Linked DNA regions of Mus musculus: region 2 is linked to region 1. Evidence: chromatin contacts called from public promoter capture Hi-C data. All regions are on one chromosome and are shown on one strand. The core of a region is the stretch at or near the end of the contact, and the rest is flanking DNA. Distances in the headings are between cores, read along the strand shown.

Region 1 (5,759 bases), core at 58-2,557:
ACATTGAGCAAAAGGACTGAGACATCTCACTATAGTTATGTAGATGGCTTTACATCACCATTGCTGTGGGATAAAAGAACATGCAAAATACAAAGCAAATAGCCATAAGAAGGAAACACTGGAAGGTGGAATCTAAATTATGTATTACTTTAAGTAGCATGTTTAGTTTTAGCAGAAGAGGAAAAAAAAAAATCAGACAAGTTATAAAACAAGAACTCAAAGTAAGAGGTCTTCTCAAGCTCCAAATGTACAGTTTTGACCTTTCCTTTGATAGACAGTGTAAAGAGGTCCCCCCCCCCCGCCCCGCGCCCCAAAACAAGGGACATAGCTCAATAGTAGTACATTTGCCTAGCATATGCAACGGGGGAGGAGGAGGAAGAGGGGTTGGCGGTGCAGACTTTCAGCAGTTTCCTAAATCAGCAGCTGTACTGTAACTAAACTGCTTGGTTATTTTTTATTATTCACTGAGAATTTGAAAAGCATCCATGAACCCTCTCATTTTATATAGAAGGAAACCAAAATTCCTGAAATAAGGCAATTCATGTATGACTACAAATAAATGGCTGATAACAGAAGACAATTCTTTAAGGATTTGGTTACATTATAAAAGTCGAAGGAAACGATGCCTAGCTACTGTGTTAGAAAAAAAAATAAATCAACAAATAGCAGTAGGGTATCAGAAAAAGGGTGCAAACATGAGATAGACGGGGAGGGGGATACTCAGGTGGCTTGCTAATAGATCTAGATTCAAATCTGATTGAGTCCAAAAACCTTTTTATGAAAAAGAAATATTTTAATTAGCATATACTGATTATACATAATGAGTTTTACTGGAACATTCCCGTCTATGTATGTAAATTTTGATCATATTCACGCCCCCCCTTTATTCCCTGTTCTGTGTCGTCTCCTCATCCCTTTCTTCTGCGTAGCTGAACTCCCACCCACAATAATCCATGTCCTAGTCTGCATTTTGTTTTGTAACCCAACTTCGTTATGGTGATTTATAGGAGCATGTGTAGGAGTTTGTTTACAAGACTATCTTAAGCCAAAAACTCTTAATATACATGAAATGAAAGCTTGTACTTTCTATAGGTTATGAAAAAATGCAAAATGTATGGAACTGCTAACAAAGAGAGGTGAGAAAAAAATTAAAAAGCCAAGTTCTAATTTCCTCTTGGAGACTTTTTTTTTAATTTTATTTTTTAAATCATGAGAGGCAGGAAAGGAGAAGCACTGGCATTAACAGGGCCAACCACAGATGACTGCACAGGATGCAGACTGCATAACTCAGAACGCACCATAGGCACTGCCAACTGTTCATGGCAACAGCAAACCAGTACACGAAGGCACAAAGACCACAGGCAAGCACACTGCATCACCTACAGTAGGAATAAAAACTGCAGTCTACAGACAGCAGACTGAGGCGATTTGCTATAGGTTGAATTTTCCACAGGATCCCTTCCTAGGGAACCTAGGAAGGTGAAATGTGAGCTGCATGATGGCTGATACTCCTTGACCTTTTTACCATTACTATACACACACTCAAATCATACAGAGCCTGCACCTGGCTCAGCACTAAGTGACAACTATAAAAGCTTTAAACATGTATCATTTGTGGTTTATTACTGTAAGTTAGCACCATACAGCAAATGCTACATTAATAAAACAAAACTGACAGATAAACTTCTCTTCCAGTGTGACCAGCAAGATCCTACATCCAAGTAAGTCCCATTCATAAAGTTCAGGAATCAGAATTGTATGTCATCTTTTTGATGAATGCAATTTAACCCATTACAGAAGCCAGCATTATATATGTAATAAACTCAAAGCTTTGGTAAGCATGTGTTCTTGACAACAAAAACTATAACTTGAAAAATGTTCTCATTTACATATGTACTTCTCATAAGAGTGGCATATGCCCCATGTCTCAGCAACTACCTTTATGGACTGCTTTGCACACAGGTACTAGCTTCAGAATCATAGTGGAGGGGGCTAGGTCAGAATTTATGTAGAAGTCCTGCCATTTCTTCTCATTCTTTTCTGAAATCCTGCCTCATGTCTTTCTGTTTTGGAGGAACTGATGGAATTCAACTTGTATTAGTTCTTCAAAGAAATAAAATTTATATTCAAAAGTTAGAGGTGAGGCTATCCAAAACATTCTGATTCCTTGATGAAGGAAGACAGCGGCACACAGGATGTAACAGACACATCAAAAAAAAAAAAAAAAAAAAATTAACCAGTGAAAGAAACAAACACAACACAACACAAATAGCTTTAGAATGAGCGATTAGGTTGAGGATGAAGAATACCTAAATGAGCAATTTCTTAAAAAAAAAAAAAAACAAAAACAATATACCTAAATGGTATGATTGGTACTCAAATTCTATTTACAGCCAATTTCTGAACTCAATACTGTTTCAATCGTAAGATTATCTTTGATTTGACAGAATTTTTAGGTAGTAAACAAACAAAACATTTTAAATTTAATTTTAGGTAGCTAAAAACAAAACAAAACAAAACATGTTCTCTTACATCCCAATGTTCTGGCAAAGCAGCAATTGGGTGTAATAACTGACATTCAGACATATGACCTTCTGTTCAATTTAAATGAGTTATCTTCAGATATTCTGTGATGACTGATTTAAGTACTGCATAATAAAATCCATCTTTCATTTTGCTTTGGTTCAGGAAAGGCTTAAAAATCCCTCTCCAACAGTATTCTGGCAAATACTCTTGAATTATGTAATTCACCAGGTTCAACTGTGCTGCTACAATCACTTTCAAAGAAGATAGTTATAATACATTATCATTACAGCTATACAATCCATGCTGAATGCTCCTTGGCTGGATTCCTAGCATTTTAATGCTGAAATTGATCTGTTTTAAAAACATCATGTGAAGGGTTTTTAAATACCATACAGGCCCAAGCTCTTTATTTTAATGCCTTAGAAATGAGCTTGTATAAACAGGGAGAACAAACTTTGTTCTCTAATCTAGCATTAAGCATATTTTAAAGAACAACAGGCATGTTTCCAAACAAACTACTGTGTTATACAAATTACTCAGCATGAATGAAAGGAACAATGCTTCTTGTGTGAGTTTAACAACCAGAGAAAGCTGACGTTTCAGGAAAGTTGTCTTGGAAACAATATTCTTTGTGTTATTTCAAACATGAGAGGTGTATGGTTGGGCTCAAGCTACATCTATGAAGCAGTCAAGTGCTGGCACTGTCAATGTTCCAATACGACAGGAAACAGGGACATGAGCACTGCTACTGTGTGAGGCATCCAGACATAAGAGCACCATGACGCGCGCACACTGGACTCCAAGCTGGTTCCCACTCAGTCAGAAATTCCTGCCTCCAGGATCACTGTGGGCTGTGGGCTACGGGCTGCCATGGCATCCATGACTCGACATTTACCTAGAGTCCATAGCTGGCAGTGCCTTGGCACACCACGTACTTTCGTCAGTAATCCAATAACAAACCTAAGGCCAACAGAGTTTCTTCCCCACTACTAACAAAATAAGGGGGTAACAAAAAGATACATAGGGACACTTACCATTTGAGATGAAGACAGTCTAGACTGCTCAGTGTTATATGAGCAAAGTCAATGTAGCTTAGCATAACCTGGATAAAATCTCTCATTCACACTCTCAGCACTGGAAGACTGCTGAGATTTTCCAGTCTAAGTTTTAGAAAGAAACTTTACATAATTTAAACTGACACAGCCATTTAACTTGGTGAATGCATTACCGGAATGTATGCCCCTTTCTCTTTGTTGATCATCCATGCTAGGAACAGGTGAAAAGATAATACTACTATAAACTTATTACTGTTTTCCCATGTTATTATCACACACAGCCTGTTGTATAAACTTAATTATTTGAATATTAGTATTATTATAATAGTGGTTAAGCAAGCAAAACTAGTAAGATTAAGTGGCTGATTAAGATGATAAAAGCTAACCAGGAATGAAATGAGTTTTAGAACAAGGGGTTTCCGATTCTGGACCCCAAATGATTTTCACTAATATCTGAACAAAAATACAGTAAAATGACAAGGCCAGTCAGATTATAAACATTTTTACCTATTCATAGACAAAGCACACGATTTTTTACAAAGCTATATGGTGGTATAACTTACAAAATTTAGAAAAACTATCTTCGGCCTTCCACTTGTAGCAGATCCTCTGCCACAGGGCTCCATACCCAAATAGTGCTGGGAGGGAGGGTGCCTCCCAGGAGTGCAGACAGGCCTGTGAGTGCAGGGAGGACCACCACTGATGCCCAGAGGAACCCACCCAGAACCCTTAGACACAGGAGCCAAGGGGCTTCCTGGAACAGGAGTCTTCCGATCTCCTTCTGAGCCCAGAGCTGATCCTGTACCACACAGCCACATATACAAATACCTCCAGGAGAGAGCTGGTCTTGCAGGAGTGCCTACACACCTATAAGAACAGGTAAGACCACCACTTCTCTTCAAATTCGTGGCCTAAGAGGGACACTCACAGAGCCATCAGGACACAGGAACCAAAAATCAGATGGGGAAAGGATCCTTCTGGTTTCTGTCTACATCCCAGAGCCGACATTGTACCACAGCTCTCCATACCCAAATTCCTCCCAGGAGTATTGACACACGGGCTTCCAGGAGGGACAAGCCAAAGTCAGAGACAGCAAGACCAGCTAAAACCAGAGATAGTCAGATGGCAAAAGGCAAGCTCAAGAACATAAGCAACAGAAACCAAGACTACTTGCATCATCAGAACCGAGTTCTCCCACCACAGTGAACCCTGGTTACCCCAACACACCAGAATAGCAAGATGCTGATTTAAATCACATGTCATGATGATCATAGAAATATTTTAAAAGGACATAAATAACTCCCTTAAAGAAAACACAGGAAAACAGGTAGAAGACCTTAAAGAGGAAACACAAAAGAATTACAGGAAAACACAACCAAACAGGTGAAGGGATAAACAAAACCATCCAGGATCTAAAAATGAAAATGGAAACAATAAAGAAATCACAAAGGGAGACAACCCTGGAGTTAGAAAACCTAGAAAAGAGACAGGAGTAATAGATGCAAGCATCACCAAAGAAGAGAATCTCAGGTGCAGAAGATACCATAGAAAACATTGACACAACAGAAAATGCAAAATGCAAAAAGTACCTAACCCAAAACATCCAGGAAATCCAGGACAAAAATGAAAAGACCAAACCTAAGGATAATAGGTATAGAAGAGATTGAAGATTCCCAACTTAAAGGGCCTGTAAATATCTTCAACAAAATTATAGAAGAAAACTTCCCTAACCCCAAAAAAACAGATGCTCATGAACATACAAGAATCCTACAGAACTCCAAATAGACTGGACCAGAAAAAAATTCCTCCCATCACATAATAATCAAAACAACAAACACTAAAGAAAGTAAGAATATTAAAAGCAGTAAGGGGAAAATGTCAATAACATATAAAAGCAGATCTATTAGAATTACACCATACTTCTCACATGAAAGCTAGAAGATTCTGGGCAGATGTCATACAGATTCTAAGAGAACACAAATCCCAGCCCAGAGTACTACACCCAGCAAAACTCTCAATAACCATGGAGAAACCAAGATATTCTATGACAAAAACAAATTTACACAGTATCTTTCTACAAATCCAGCCCTACAAAGGATAATAGATGGAAAACGCCAACACAAGAAGGGAAACTACACCCTAGAAAAAGCAAGAAAGTAATCTTTCAACAAACCCAAT
Region 2 (5,901 bases), core at 1,663-4,162, 410 kb after region 1:
GAAAAGTTAATTTGGCCATAACTATTATAGAATGCCTTTGTTGTTAGACATAAGACTTGGGGTTTGTCTCTGAGCAATGGGAACTGTGCCATTCTTACTGGCACACATATGTAATGTTTATATTTCTACCTTCAGCTGATTCAGTGGAGTTAGGATGCAGGAGCATGTTCTTCCATTTCGGAACTTGAGATGTTGGTAGACATACGTCTCAGGCAGTAGGGATGATGCATATGGATTATAAAAAGGTAATCAGAACTAGAGAGAGAATCCAGTTCGTCACACAGAGGTGACAATTCCAGCTAAAATCTCTAAAGTGGGGGAGGTGGCATGAAGAAGAAAATGAGAAGACCAAACCCGAGACTTTAGACATTGCCTATGCTGTCAGGCAGGAGGAGAGTAACAATACTAATTCACGATTGACATAAGGCCAAATGGGACCATGGAGAGAGCATGTGGCTAAAATCCAGATGGAAAGAGTCTTAGGAGAAGGCCATTGTGCAAAATTATACCATCAAGGATGGATGCTTCTTTTTTTCCTGCACTTAGCATTGTGGAGAAAATCTCGGACATCATTCAGTGCTACCCCCATTTTACAGGTGAAAGAACAGAGGACCACGAGGCCTTCCTTCATCTCACAGAGCTAGCCTGATGAAGAACCAGAAAGAAGGTCCTGGTCTCTTGCCTGATCTTGTCTCTTGACTATTGTTCCTCCTGTTTGTGAAGCTACTGGAATCAATGCAACAATATTGAAAACTACCGAGTCCCCGGGAGAAAAGGCTTAATGATAATGCTGACATAAATTCCAAGATCACCTCCTCTCTCAGTGGCAGCTCAAAGCACTTTACATATATCATTCTTTCTCAAAAGAGCTATTCACTATGACAAGGTAACAAATACTTCTATTATTTCTCCATTACAGAGAAACTGAGTCACTCTGTGGCAACTTGATTCATGCAATAACTTCAGTGTTTTTTGAAGGCAGGTGCAGTTTCCATGCCTTTGACAATGGAGGTTATCTGAGCATCATGTAAATTTCTACCCTTGACAGATTTTAGTTTTTGAATAAATGTATCCCTGCCCTATCTCTGCAATTACTGAGCAACTCATAGAAGCTGTTTTCTTCACTGTGTATGCATAATTGGTGGAGAATCTTCATATTTTTATAGAATGTCAAATACGGAGAACCTAGGGCGTTGTGCGGGGGGGGGGGGGGATAGGGACTCGAGTTAAGCGTTATCATGGAGTTCTTTCCCTTTTATGATCTTCAGGAGTGGGGAAAGGAGTGATTGCAGCATCTTTCCCATAGCCACTTTCTTAGCTGCTCTCCTAGCTGTTTCCATGCAATTCGACGGAATGTTGTCAAAGCAGCAACTAATGGAATGAGTTTTGTCTCCCCCACAGTGATTTGGATTTTGGTTCTGTGTTCACTCATCCATGATAGTGTACGGAACAAAGAGGGAGAAGGCTAAGTAAAGCAAGCAGTGGGGGTGGCGAGGGTGGGATAGAGGAGCTGCTGGCTATTAAATTGGGAAGGTAAATAGACTATGATAGTTGCTGATCCCTAAGGGCCATATCCATTTCTCTTGAGTAAAATTTACATGCATCACTGTGTATAGAGCTCTCAGTGAGTTCAGGTTGGTATGGTAATGTACCACAGGCTGTGTGGCTTGTAACTAGTAGAAATTTCTCACCTCTCTGGAGCCCGCAAGTCTGGGGTGGAGAGCCCGAGAGAGTTCTCTGGGACTCTTTTGTAAGGACGATAATCCCATCCACAAGGGTCCCACCCCATGACCCAATTGTCTTTCACAGACTCCATTTTCTACTACAACCACCTAAGGAGTTAACATTTCAAAATACAAGTTTGGAGGCATAGTGACATTAATACCAACAAGGAGTTTAGAAGAAACTACATCTGCTAACTTCCTATCGCATGTCAGGTATGGGGAATATACCAGGAAGAGTGTAAGAGCATTTTTCTTTCGTAGTTTCCTTCTGAAGGTCTATATAATGTCCTGATTAACTGCTTATCCATGTAGCTACCTTGCAGAAGGCAGAAGGCAGCTTACAAAATGCAAACATGAAGTAAGAAACACATACTGAGCATCAGTTGAGAGGTGGAGGCATGGACACAAAGGCATCCTTGTCTCTCTGTAAGATCTTCTTCCTACCCAACACTGACTGGAAGCCCATAACAAAGGCAGGCCACCCCTTGGTGACTGTATCGATTTCCTTTCTGGCTCACAGGCTATTTCTGCGGTTACACATACCCACAGCATAGCCAAGGCGCTTCTCTATTCCATGCTATTAGGGAGGAGAGAAGGCTGTACCTACCCCAGACTGGTCCCGTCATCCTCTGTCCCATCTTTTGTGTCTGGAGTTCATACTGCCTTTTGTCATTTCTGCCAGTGGAATTTTCAAAAGCAAGAATCCAACTTCCTTTGGCCACTCAGAGAGTGTACAGTATATTTGATGTCTGGGACATCAAACAAATGCTTGTGCTCACAGTGCAGAAATAATCCCAGACAAAAGACAACTGTGGCTATGCAGAGAATACCAAAGAGACAGGGTCAGGAAATTACCAGGCAAGCCAAAGAAGAGGCTGTTCCACAAACTCAGTTCACCAGTGAGAACAGAGGGGAGCTTGCTGCCTACACGCTCAGCTGATAACACCAGGAAAGGCTCGTCAGGCCTGAGTTGGATCCTTCTTCCAGACCCAACTTGGAATAGTCGGGGGAAACCTGCGCGTGGCTAATTAATAGTGAACTCAGCACGTGCACCCCCAAGGAAAAGACTGGTCCGAAAAGACTATGACTAGACCAGCCAAGGCTCTGATGTGAGTCTACGAGGAGAGTCTCCCCTCCCCTTCTTGTGCTGTGGCTTCCCCAGAGGCCAGGGAGCCGACGGGAAGCTGGGGTATTTCAGCACTCTGCTCTCTCTTTCTCACTTGCTCTGATGGTCCACCCCTTTCCATCCCCCTCCTCGAGGCCTAAGAATTAAGGGGTGAATTAATTGGAAAGGTGGGGGGAGGGAAAGTCAGGACCTGGGAACTGCAAATCAAAGGAGCCTGTCTCTCCAGAGGGCTCAGAGGGAACCCTGTTCACAATAGCAGTTCAAGTTCACCTTGTGTGAAGGGAAAGAGGTGTTTTAATGGCACTGTAGGAAGAGGGGAGGAGAGGGAAAGAGGGATAGAAAATCAAAAGAGAGAGAGGGAGAGAGGAGAGAGGCGCAAATCCAAATGTCGATGTGTAGACACAGTGAGGAGAGCCTGCTGGCTGACAGGGTGATTTATTGGATTCTTCCACTTAATCACTGCCGGCCTGTGGCCAAACGGATCTCCAGCAAAGCTGAAAGGCAGCCGAGGGAAACAGGCTCATAAGCATAAAGCCGCATAATGGTGTTCAATGAAGTGTGAGACTTTTAGTTCAGTCTCGCTGAGCCGGCCGCACCGCCGGAATGTCAAAGAGGGATTGTGGGTGGAAAAATTATGGATTTAAACTGCTAGCTGTAAATGAGGTCAATATGTCTGGTTCATAAACAGTCCGAGCCTATTCCAAGAATGCAGTGAGGGGGAAAATTAGCGTGAAGCCAACACTGTAGACAAACCTCATTGAGATATAATTGCAGCTATAAATACAAGCGAAAAGCTTACCGAGTGCAATAAAATACAGACACGCTTTTTTATTTCCGTCTTCTTCCTTCTTTGAATCCATGCATTTGTTAAGGCTGCGCATCTCTAATGCGCCTTTCATCTCCCCCTCCCTCTCCTAGTGACACCCAGTGTTGCAATTAATTGAGTGTTCTTGATTTCTCATTCCATTTTATTCAGGCGAGATTGGAAAAAATCAAAGAGCACATCTAAAGCATTTTCTCCCCCTTTGCCTCTCTATTTGAATCAGGTTGAAATGTGCGTGTGAGGGAGAGGAAAAAAAAAAAAAAAAAGCCGTGCTTATTTTTTTTCATGAAGAAGAAAGATCCAAGGAAAAAGGCTTTTTAAAGTAATACATCTGTGAGGTCATTTGAATCTCAGTTTAATGAAGGGAATCAAAGACATCTATAGAGTCTTATGATGGGGATTCCTGCGGGGGGGGGGGGGCACCTTATCTGGCCTCGTGAGACAGTGACTCAAAATTAATATATATTTTTTCACGTTCTCTTTTTTCTTTTCAAACTCCAGAGAATCTCATTACTTTGTTTTGCACTTGAGCTCAGGGGACAGAGGACAGACATTAGCAAACTTACTTTGCCCGGTTTAAAAGCCGATACAGTAATAAATTGAAGTCTAATAGCTCTGGTCAGGCTGTCTTTCCCCTAAACCAATTGATTTAAATGGCAGTAATTTGGCCAGCGAGGCTAGTCCTGTTTAAATTAAACCCATTAATATAATAGCTCAAGTCCTGAATGAAATCCATCTGCAGGGAAGGCTCCACCGGTCAGTAGTTTCATAACTGTGAGGGGATGTCCTGAAACGCCCACAGTCGAGCAAGCAGGAATTACAGATTACAGGCGAGACCCTGGTGTGTGTGTGTGTGTGTGTGTGTGTGTGTGTGTGTTGCGGGGGGGGGGGGGGAGGGGAGAGATAGAGAGAACACACACATTCAAGTGAGAAACTGCCCTGATGATTCCATGGGAAATGACCTTGGTCATTAACAATGAGAGGTTAATTGTGTTAATAGCAGCAAGCAGAGTTCCTGTGGGGAAAGCCTGAAGCTTCTATCTCCCTCCCATCCCATCTCACAAAGGAGATGCTTTTCCTTTTTAACTGTTCTTATTAAGCATCATAGACCACCCAAAAAAGCATGTTTTCCTTTCAGTGTGGACCACAACCCTTTGCCACTGAAGGTCTGCATGGGTGCAGATTTCATCATTGGATATCAAAATAATGTCTGTACTAAGTACACAGTTGGTTCAGATGTGGGTTCTTTGCAAGTTTATGTTAAGGTGTCCACACCAGAGGGCTTGGTTTGAACATCAGGAATGTAGCCGGAGTTCTCATCTCAGAGTCTGAGTTAGTGTTTAAATCAGAGCAAATTGTCTGCCATCTGTTCAAAAGGGAGCACGCTTCTTAAGCAGACCGGGGAAAGCCTGGCCGGGGGAGCTGTGGAGCCCTGAGGATTTCACCACGCATGCACATTTGACAGATGTCAGTGAAATAACATGGATGTCCACCAAAAAGATGAGACTTTCCGTTAGTACAGTAGGAGGTGGCTCAGGTGTGACCACAAGACTGGGGCTGAGGATCTGGGGTACTGGAGGTAATCATGGCTTTCACCCGTTTCCACACCTTCTGTTTATATGATTGTCTAAGCCTTGTGGCACTCTTGGACACCCTTTCTGAGTTTATTTAATGCCTAAGAAGGAATTAAAAATGGAAATGCTGCTCTGCTCATGACTCTTGTTGGGGTCTATGAGAATACATAGGAATGAGCTTGGTCTCTACAGCGTGGAGCATAGCTAGACAGCAGCAGTTCTAGTCATGTGAGGAATTATATGACTTTATTATATGCATTATGTCATTGTAATTTTGTTCAAAATCTAATTTTGAGAAAAGATTGCATAGTTGCACCCAATGGTTAGTAGATATTTTCCATATTTTGGGCATTGTGATAGGGTATTTTACATAAGCTGTTTAATTTATTTCTCAAGCACTCCTGTGGGTGGAGCATATATTCTTATTTTTTATATCACAAAGGAAGAAACCTAAGTTCTATTTGTAAAAGTTCTAAAGTTCTTTGGGAACATGTCTCCTCTTCCCCCAAGCTGACTCTAGAGTAATTGATTGGTTGATATTCCTTCCTTTCCTCCTTCCTTCCTTCCTTCCTTCCTTCCTTTCTTCCTTCCTTCCTTTCCTCCTTCCTTCCTTCCCTCCTCCTCTCCTCCCTCCCTCCCTCCCTCTCTTCTTTC

What was found. Promoter capture Hi-C pulls out the DNA fragments that hold promoters and counts their contacts.
Region 2: a contact with region 1 is called in a promoter capture Hi-C map of hippocampal neurons, with 4 times the contacts expected there. A contact is called at or near these places in 1 of 39 promoter capture datasets (hippocampal neurons) and 1 of 9 other capture datasets (embryonic trunk).

Annotation. Positions count from the first base shown.
Region 1 is chr19:14,484,069-14,489,827 of GRCm38.p6, forward strand. The region is part of intron 8 of Tle4 (transducin-like enhancer of split 4); the gene reads right to left. Among named protein-coding and RNA genes, the nearest start is that of Gm8630, 51 kb to the left of the region's middle.
Region 2 is chr19:14,887,514-14,893,414 of GRCm38.p6, forward strand. No RefSeq gene overlaps it. Among named protein-coding and RNA genes, the nearest start is that of Tle4, 290 kb to the left of the region's middle.